Regions from separate parts of the Anser cygnoides genome. Here region 2 is linked to region 1. A link is a contact called in public Hi-C data. All regions are on one chromosome and are shown on one strand. The core of a region is the stretch at or near the end of the contact, and the rest is flanking DNA. Distances in the headings are between cores, read along the strand shown. Region 1 overlaps SLC7A10 (solute carrier family 7 member 10). Region 2 holds the start of LRP3 (LDL receptor related protein 3).

Region 1 (3,934 bases), core at 1,046-3,545:
ATCTCTTTTACAAATTCGCAACTGACTCCAGAAAGAGGATTTTGTTCCAAGGGTTGGTATTTTTGCAGGATGTCCTTTCAAGACTCACGGGTGCTACAGAACACAACGCTGGGCTGAAGGCAGTTTCTGTTCTGCTGAAAACTGATGCTTCTTTAAGGTTAGGAATTTGAGAGAGCTGAGCAAGTGACTATCACTTTTTTTTCCTTCATTATTAGCAGAAATATTTTCACAAATTAGTGTTCTTTTTCTCCTTTTTGTTCTTTGTGCCACTTACTCTACTTGAGGTTGTAATCATTTTTGGTACACCACCTTCTGTCATGCTTGAGAAGTTGATAATTTCAGTCAAGACTAAAGAACAAGATCTTATGGAACTTCAGTAAATATATTTTTTTTCTCTCATAAAATAATACAGCAGGAGGAAGCGTTTTATTATATGGAAGAGGCCAGAATTATTCCGCTCGGTCCCAGCAAGACAAGAGGAAGAAGAGCAAAGTGCTCAGCCCAGCTGACCCAGATTCATCTCCGTCATCCACTACAAGAGTGGATGTCAAGATAAAAATCCTGGGAAAGCCAAAGCAATTGCCACACACAGTAACAGGTCTGAGAAGAGACTTCACTTGGTCTGCTGGTTCATACATGAATTATGAACTCCGTTAGCCTCAGTCAGGATTTTAACTTGAGCGAGTTTAAGAGCGTGCTTTTGGTTTGTGGCCAAGATCAAAAACTTCTGTACTCTTTTCTGCCTTAAGCCCCTAGTGCCACTCACAGGGACAGCGGAAGGTCAGAGGCCACAAACAACAAAGGCACCCAGGTGTGGTGGCAGGTACCCAAGACAGACATGCTGGATGTTATTTATATACTTCTCTGAAGGAGTTTCTACACTTAAAGTAAGAACTACAAAAGCAACACAGAATCAGAGCTTTTAGTGCAAGGCAATCTTTCACTGGTTTGGGTGACAGCGGAAGCATTCCCATTGCACATGTTGGAAGTGTCCTGTATATGCAATTTCACACTGCATAATATGAAAAAAGGCTAAAAATATTTCTTCTGCCGTTGCCACTGCAGTAACAAACATGCCTTACCCTGAACAAAGCAATTAAACAGAAGTGTTACATTGTGATTGTCTTCTGGTATGTTCTTTATCATCATTTGTCCCTTCTCAATAGGCTGTCCCTGCTTCTCCTCACGGCATAGCTCAGCAAGTGCAAAAAAGCCATTATCTCTTGCACTTTTCACTCAAATTTCAGCTCCTAGCAAATCATACCTGCTCAGTCACGTCCTACACTCCTGGACACATTCAGGGGTAAAGTCTTCCTTTCAGACATGTTTGCTGTAAGTCCCAGCCCTTGATTTCCATCACACTTCACTTACCCCACTTCAGATGGCTCAGCCTCATTCTATCCTCTGCTTTTGTGGCTGGTGAAATGCACTGAGCACCTGGAGCAAGCGAGGGGTGCACAGCAACACAAGTGTGTATTCACGGGCTTTGCCCAAGTTGTTGTGCTGTGTGAATGCATCAGCCCCTCTGTTGGATTGATCCGAAGGTGGGGGGAACATTGCCCACATGGGAAGCTCATGATTCAGCCTTGGTAGTTGAGGTGGTGTTTGTTGTAGTTGCTTAGTGCTGGTTTGTTGGAATTGGTCACACAGCTTCCCAGTACCTGGCTGATATCTCCCAGTCAAGGTTAAGGCTATATTATTTCCAAAAGGAATTTATATATATAAACATACATATGCATGGATCTAAAGATCTTATTCTGTATTATAAGACATGAATACATGTGATTTAAGCATTAGTTTCCTTTAGGTTTGAATATGTAGCTTTGCTGCAAGAAGCTCTAGCAAAGGCCACAGAGGAGTGGAAAGTGTGACTGTTTTACAAGAAAGAATTCCTTTTTTCCACCTATTCACTTCTCAGAAGAACAAAATAAATGTAGTGAGTATCAGGAGTACCAGCAGTAGTAAAGCTGGAACAAATTATCCCTGACACAGTGAGCTCAGTAATGCGACTCTCCCGGCACCGCACAGCCAGTTTTGTTCTCGCTGTGGAATTGCTCTCCAAATTCCCTTCAGTTCTTGCTGACCAGGGTTTGCTTAGAAATACCTATTTGTGGGTAAAGCATTTGCCTTACTGCTAAATCTACTGGCTTAAGAACAAGGTACCTCCTTAAAATTCTGCTTCTCATCAGGCAGTTTCTGGCATCTCCTCTTCTTGAAGCATTTCAGTATCTCCACCATATCTATTTTTAAACACGTCTACACTGAGTGAAGCGAAGGTACTTCCCAGGCACATTGCCATATCCATGGCACGTTTCCATAAGAACATTTTGTTGTCAGAAGGGGCGTAGCACTTCCACTCCAGCTGATACGACTTTAGCACATGTTGCGTGAGCAAAATAATAGGAAATCCTAATGAGTTTGGAACAGAGTTTTGCCTTATACTCACCGATGAAGGACATTAGATTTTTAAATATAACTACTTAATTTAACCAAAAATTTCAGTGAATGTTTGCATGAAATGAGCCTCCAGAAGGCTGCCAGTTCCTCCTGTCCTGCTCCTACAGATGGCTATACCTCAATTTAACCTTGACTAAATGACGTACTGGCTATTCCTGGTGTAACGCAGCCTCATGCACAAGGAGAGCTGTGTTGGAGGTCTTGCCATAGCAGGAGGGTGTTACTCCAAGATGTGCTGTGCCACAGATCTCTCCTCTCCTCAGCTCTTTGGGTCCAAGCCACAGTTTTTTGCTGTCAGCAGGCTCTCTGCCACCCCGTGCTCAGGCTCTCAGTGCTGAGCAATGCCCTCTCCTTGGGATGGAAACCCAAAGCACGGAGTGAGTCAGGGCTTTGTCAAGGCCAAATGCGCACATCTAAAAGCACAGCAAGCTGCCAACTTTCTGTCTGTGCATTTAGACTGCACTTTATCACTGCTGCCACCTTGTCACTGTGGTCGCACCTCACCAGCACTCAACTCTCTCTCCCCTGGGTTCAATGTCATGGCCTGATGACACTGCTTCCAGCCACTGATCTCTCCATTTCCCCCCTCTTTCCAGCCCACCACAGATCTTCCCATTACAGCCAAAGTACCTGAGCAGGTAGAGAAAACCCAGGCATGAAGACAGCCTGAAAGCACCTCAGTGCTCAGGGACCTCCAGAGATACTGCACTGCACGTGAGCTTGAAGATTTTCTCAATTTCTTGTCTGTTACCACTTGGGATATCATGCTGTGGTGGGATTTTCTCCTTTCTACACATAATGACACAATGATAAGGTGACAAAAATCACATGGAGGTGGAAACACTTGCACACAGCTTACTGAAGGATGGGCATTTGCATTCACTGCTTGCTACCAAAAGTAGCAGGAGCTACTTGAACACGAGAGCGCTGGTCAGGGGCAGGCACGGGGTGGGTCAGGGGCTCAGCAGTGGGGTGTTCAGGCAGTTCAGCACTGGGGTTGCCAGAGCAGGAATGCTGTCCCCTCCCAAGCAGGAAGTTAAAACCTACAGGTCTATTGAGACGAGCAGCAGAATGTCCCAAATTCTGTATATTCCCCAAAATACCACTGGCTCCTTCCAAAACTGCATTATTTCCAGGTGCATTGATCTGTGAAAAATAGGGATATACTGGTGTTGTGCTGGCAGGTAGGGGATCATCTTTAAGTGTCCTTGTAACTTAAGGTCTTCATACGTACAAGTAGTACGCAGCACTATGAGGGATTTCGTCAGGACAGTTTTTAAGCTCCTAGGGAGTTATTTCTTTTTCAGCTTCAATTCAGAGGTTGCTGCAGTTCTTGAACAGGGCATAACTAGTGTCTTCCAGAAATGCTTATTTGTTTTTAGAGCGTTGTGACACTTCAGTCACCAGTAGAAACTATGACCAAAAAAAATTCATAAATGTCATCATTATGTAGTATTATGTATGCTTTAGCAATACG
Region 2 (3,934 bases), core at 779-3,278, 54 kb after region 1:
AAAGCAGGGCTGGAGAAGCAAGAGGGCAGGAACTGAAAGTAAAGTAAAAAAAAAAAAAAAAAAAAAAAGTAAAAAAGTAAAGATGACTGGAAGGGACAGACAAGCAGGAAGTAAAACACAACATAGTCAAAGTGGCAGCATTATTATATTCTTAGGGTTGGCTGAAGCAGAATACCTGACAAGCTTCCCACCTCTCATGTTTCTCAACTTCCACTACTGTCAGTTGTGCAAGGAATAGGAATAAAGCATTCCAGCTGAAAAGAAGAGCCAGACAGTGAAATTCTAGAAGTCATAGAAAGCAGAAATCTAGCAAACTTTCAACTGCACATTACCCACTGCTAAGTACAAGAAGCGCTCTTTCACTTAAACTCTGGAATTCACATGATCTTCAATAACCATATATTATTCGTTTTTAGAACAATTGTGCTATTCCTGTTAAATAACAAAAGCTTTAACAAAGGTCCGACCAGGCCACAGGAAAAAAACAACACCTAAGAAATTCAGAGAAATGGCTGAAACTTTTATCTTTCCCTTAACTTTGAATAAACAGTACAGCAGGCATTACCCTCATGCTGCACACACTTCTGACATCCCTTTAAGCCTCTGCAGAAAAGTAACAGCAGCTACAGCCCCTGTTCAAACTTAGTAGTTCAGACAGCTTTTTAGGTTGTACTTCCGTTAGTCAAAATAGATATATTTGTAGTAACCAGAGCAGCTTTTAACTTTCTACCTTTTCCGAGGCAAGCACTGATGTCAAAAGAACTTGTACAAGACCAGAGCGAGCAGCCCAGCCACAGGCACCCGTTTCTGATGGTTTACGTAAGGGACACCACCTATCTCAGGGATTATTAAAAATGCACTCTAATCCGCTTTCTTAGCGAACAGCAGTGGGTTTTGCACATCTTTCTCCCGCGAGCCATAGCAGTTTGTCGGAGCCAGCTGTCGGCAGAGCCGCAGGCAGCCCCAGCCCCGCTGCGCTTCAGGTTCAGCGGCACTTGGGGCAGGAGCGGAGCGGTCCAACAGCTCCCGCTTCGTGCCCGGCCCTGGTGCCTCCGGGCGGCCTCTCTTCGGCTCGTTCAACGCTTCCAGCCCGATGAACGAACCCCCTGGGTGCGGGCAGGGGCTGCCAGCCCGGCAGCCGGGAGCCGTCTCATCGCGCCGCCGCCGCTCGACACCTGCTCGGCGGGGAGCGCTGGCTCCGAGCGGCCGGGAGGGCAGGAGGGGAGCGGAGCACGGCAGGGGACGAGGGAAATAACGCCTTTCCGCCCTGCTCCGCGGGCAGGAGCCGCTGCCCGCCCCCGAGTTTCAGCCTGCCGGAGGCACCGGCGGCGCCTAAACTTTTTGGGTTGATTTTTGAAGCGACGCGCGGGGCTACCGCACGGGCTCCGCGGCCGAGGGCACGGGGCAGGCTCCCTCCGGCGGGAGGGACCCGAGTCCCTGCGGGGAGCGGGGACGGGGACATGGGGGGGGTACACCCAGACGCTACCCCCCGTGCTCCCCACACCCCGGGGCCCGCAGGTGCCGGCGCCCCCAGCGCCCCGCTGCCGGCCCTGCCCCGCCGCTCACTCACTCGCTCTCTCACTCACCCAGGCAGATGGCGGTGAGCGGCACCAGCGCGCCCTGCCGGAGCTCCGCGGCCGCTGCCTTCTCCATGGCGGGTCGCCGCCTGCCCGCCCGCCCGCCTGCCTGCCCTTCAGCGCGGCGGGGAGCGGGGACGGGGGAACCGCGGCAGCTCCGCTCCCTCCTCTCCTCTACGCCGAGCCGCCGGCGGGGCCGGCCCGCCGCGCCGCCCGGGGAGCCGGCAGTGGGGCGGGCGCCTCCCGCCGCAGCCCCATGGCCGCGGCCGGCGCTGCGGGGCAGGTGGAGGAGGACGGACCGCAGCTGCAGCGCCGCCGCCCCACGTGACGGGCCCGCCGGGAGGCGGCGGCGGTAGCGGCGGCGGCGGCCGGGCCGGAGGGCGAGGGGAGCGCTGCGCCGCCCCGCTCTGCCCCGCTCCGCGCCGCGCCGCGCACACCTGAGGGGCCGCCGGCAGGCGGAGCGCAGCCCGCGGCGGAAGGGAAGGCGAGGGCCGAGCCCGCCCGCGCAGCGCCGGGTTTCCTGTCAGGCACCCGCGGCCCCCGCCTCGGCCCGCTCCGCGCCGCCGAGGCGCCCGGCGGCATGGCGAGCCCTCCCCGCCGGGGGGGGCTGTAAGGAGCCCCCGGCCCCGCGGCGGGAGGCAGCGCCCCGCCGGCCCCCCCTGCCGGGGGAGCGGCCCCGAGCCGCGCTGAGGCGGCGAGGCCCGGCCTTTCCTCGCCGAGCTGCCCCCGGGGCGGCAGTCCCCTTGTAGAGGGCTGGCCCCGGCCTGCCGTGCCCTTCCCTCGGAGCTCCCCGCTCCCGGCCGCGCTCTCTCCGCGGGTCGTGCCCCCGGGGGACGGGACGCAGACGCCTCCCGGCCTGCCGGGGGCGAAACTGAAGTGAGCTGGTCGTGTAGGGAACGGAGCGAGGCTCCGCAGCGCACTGGGGTCAAGGGGAGCATTGTAAGGCCGTAGTGCTCCCCTGAAAACGGACAAAGGCACGGGGGAAAGTCTCACAAGTTCACGAGGAGCAGCAGGACCACAAAGTTAACTGGGAGCTTCATGAGCTGAATAGCAAAATAAGGGATGATGAAAGAATCTTGTCCAGGCAAACAATTACAGAAATGAACCAACTCTACCTCAGAGATTCCCTGAACTTTCCCCCGTTTTCCAAGTGGCAGGTGCTCACCACCCTCCCCAGAGCCCCGGCAACAGCCCACATCTTCCCGCAGAGCTGCTCCCTTTGAAGGTGCAAAGCCCCAAGAGGCCTGCCCTGCCGCGAGCTGTGCAGCCTGCTGAGCAGCGCCTTACCTCAGCCCACAGCTACCAACACAGAACTCTGTGACAGCACCATTCCTTACCCTGCACAAATGAGGGCTCTGCCACCTGGCATGGTGTAATCTTCCAGGGCAGAGGTGAGGTCTTGCAGTATTTCACTACAAACACAGGAAGTTTTCCCTACCTGCTTGAAAAAAATTGCATCTTTGCATCCTATGGCTGTACCATGAGAGACAGCAGGCATACAGTCTGCGGGGATACTATTTACAACAGAAACTCTCCCATTGTATTAAAAATTGATTAATATAATCAGCAACACAAAACAATAACATCTATTTTTACCCAGCTTCCCCCTAAAATAATGCAATAAGTAAAATTCATATTTAAGGGTTGTCCACTCGACATTAGGCTCTGACTGCACTAATGAGAGATGTGTGAAGTCACTAGCACCGGCTATAGCTCCCTACCCTTCAAGCAGCGTCAGGCACTGTGCAGTCACAGAAACCCACTCAGTTATTCAGTTGTCTTGGGGCCTGGGTCCAGCTCTTCGCTCTGATGAGACGTGGCAGAGTGAGCCTGTCAAAAGCGCCATGGTCTGAGGACGAATGTGAAAAGCAACAAACATTTGTAAGAGGAAACGGGATGCCGGGATAAAGCCCAGGCATTTGCTACCAGCAAACATCACCGTTTAGTAGCACCCTCACTGCAAACAAGATTCTCACAAAGATGCAACAAAATAAGTTATAGGTGCTACCACACATTGAAAGCTTTGTGCTACTTCCATTGTCATCTGAGTCAGGTTTAGATCAGGTACTGCCCAAGTCAGGTTAAAGATAAGGCCATGTGCAAGAGTGCTAATGATCCTGCGGAATAACAGCACTGAGCGTGGCGAGGGAAGCAAGCGGCTGTGTGGAGGGCCGGGTTTTCCAAGCCCTGTCCCAGGTCCTCCCTCAGGCGTGTAAAAGATGACACTTCTCACACACAATGCCTGTCTGATGTACACCCAGGTACCCATTCAGATATTTCAGGTATTTGTTAATTATGCACGCCTCACCTAGGAAAACAGCTGTACAACTCTAAATGTTTATATGATTAAAAGAGGA

The links. A called contact is a pair of places that touch in the nucleus more often than the background predicts.
Region 2: a contact with region 1 is called in a Hi-C map of granulosa cells, with 1.6 times the contacts expected there. The contact joins the promoter of LRP3 here to the enhancer-like site in region 1. A contact is called at or near these places in 3 of 7 Hi-C or Micro-C datasets (granulosa cells and liver).

The regions. Positions count from the first base shown.
Region 1 is chr12:11,089,771-11,093,704 of Taihu_goose_T2T_genome, forward strand. The region is part of intron 1 of SLC7A10 (solute carrier family 7 member 10); the gene reads left to right. The region is part of intron 4 of LOC106033218 (a long non-coding RNA gene); the gene reads right to left. Among named protein-coding and RNA genes, the nearest start is that of SLC7A10, 19 kb to the left of the region's middle. Within about 2 kb of position 2,296, at least 1 of the 3 cell types and tissues checked has open chromatin away from gene starts, as enhancers often do.
Region 2 is chr12:11,143,940-11,147,873 of Taihu_goose_T2T_genome, forward strand. LRP3 (LDL receptor related protein 3) reads right to left here and starts at 2,029. Exons shown (of 6, transcript XM_048068839.2): 1 at 1,587-2,029. The coding sequence starts at 1,653.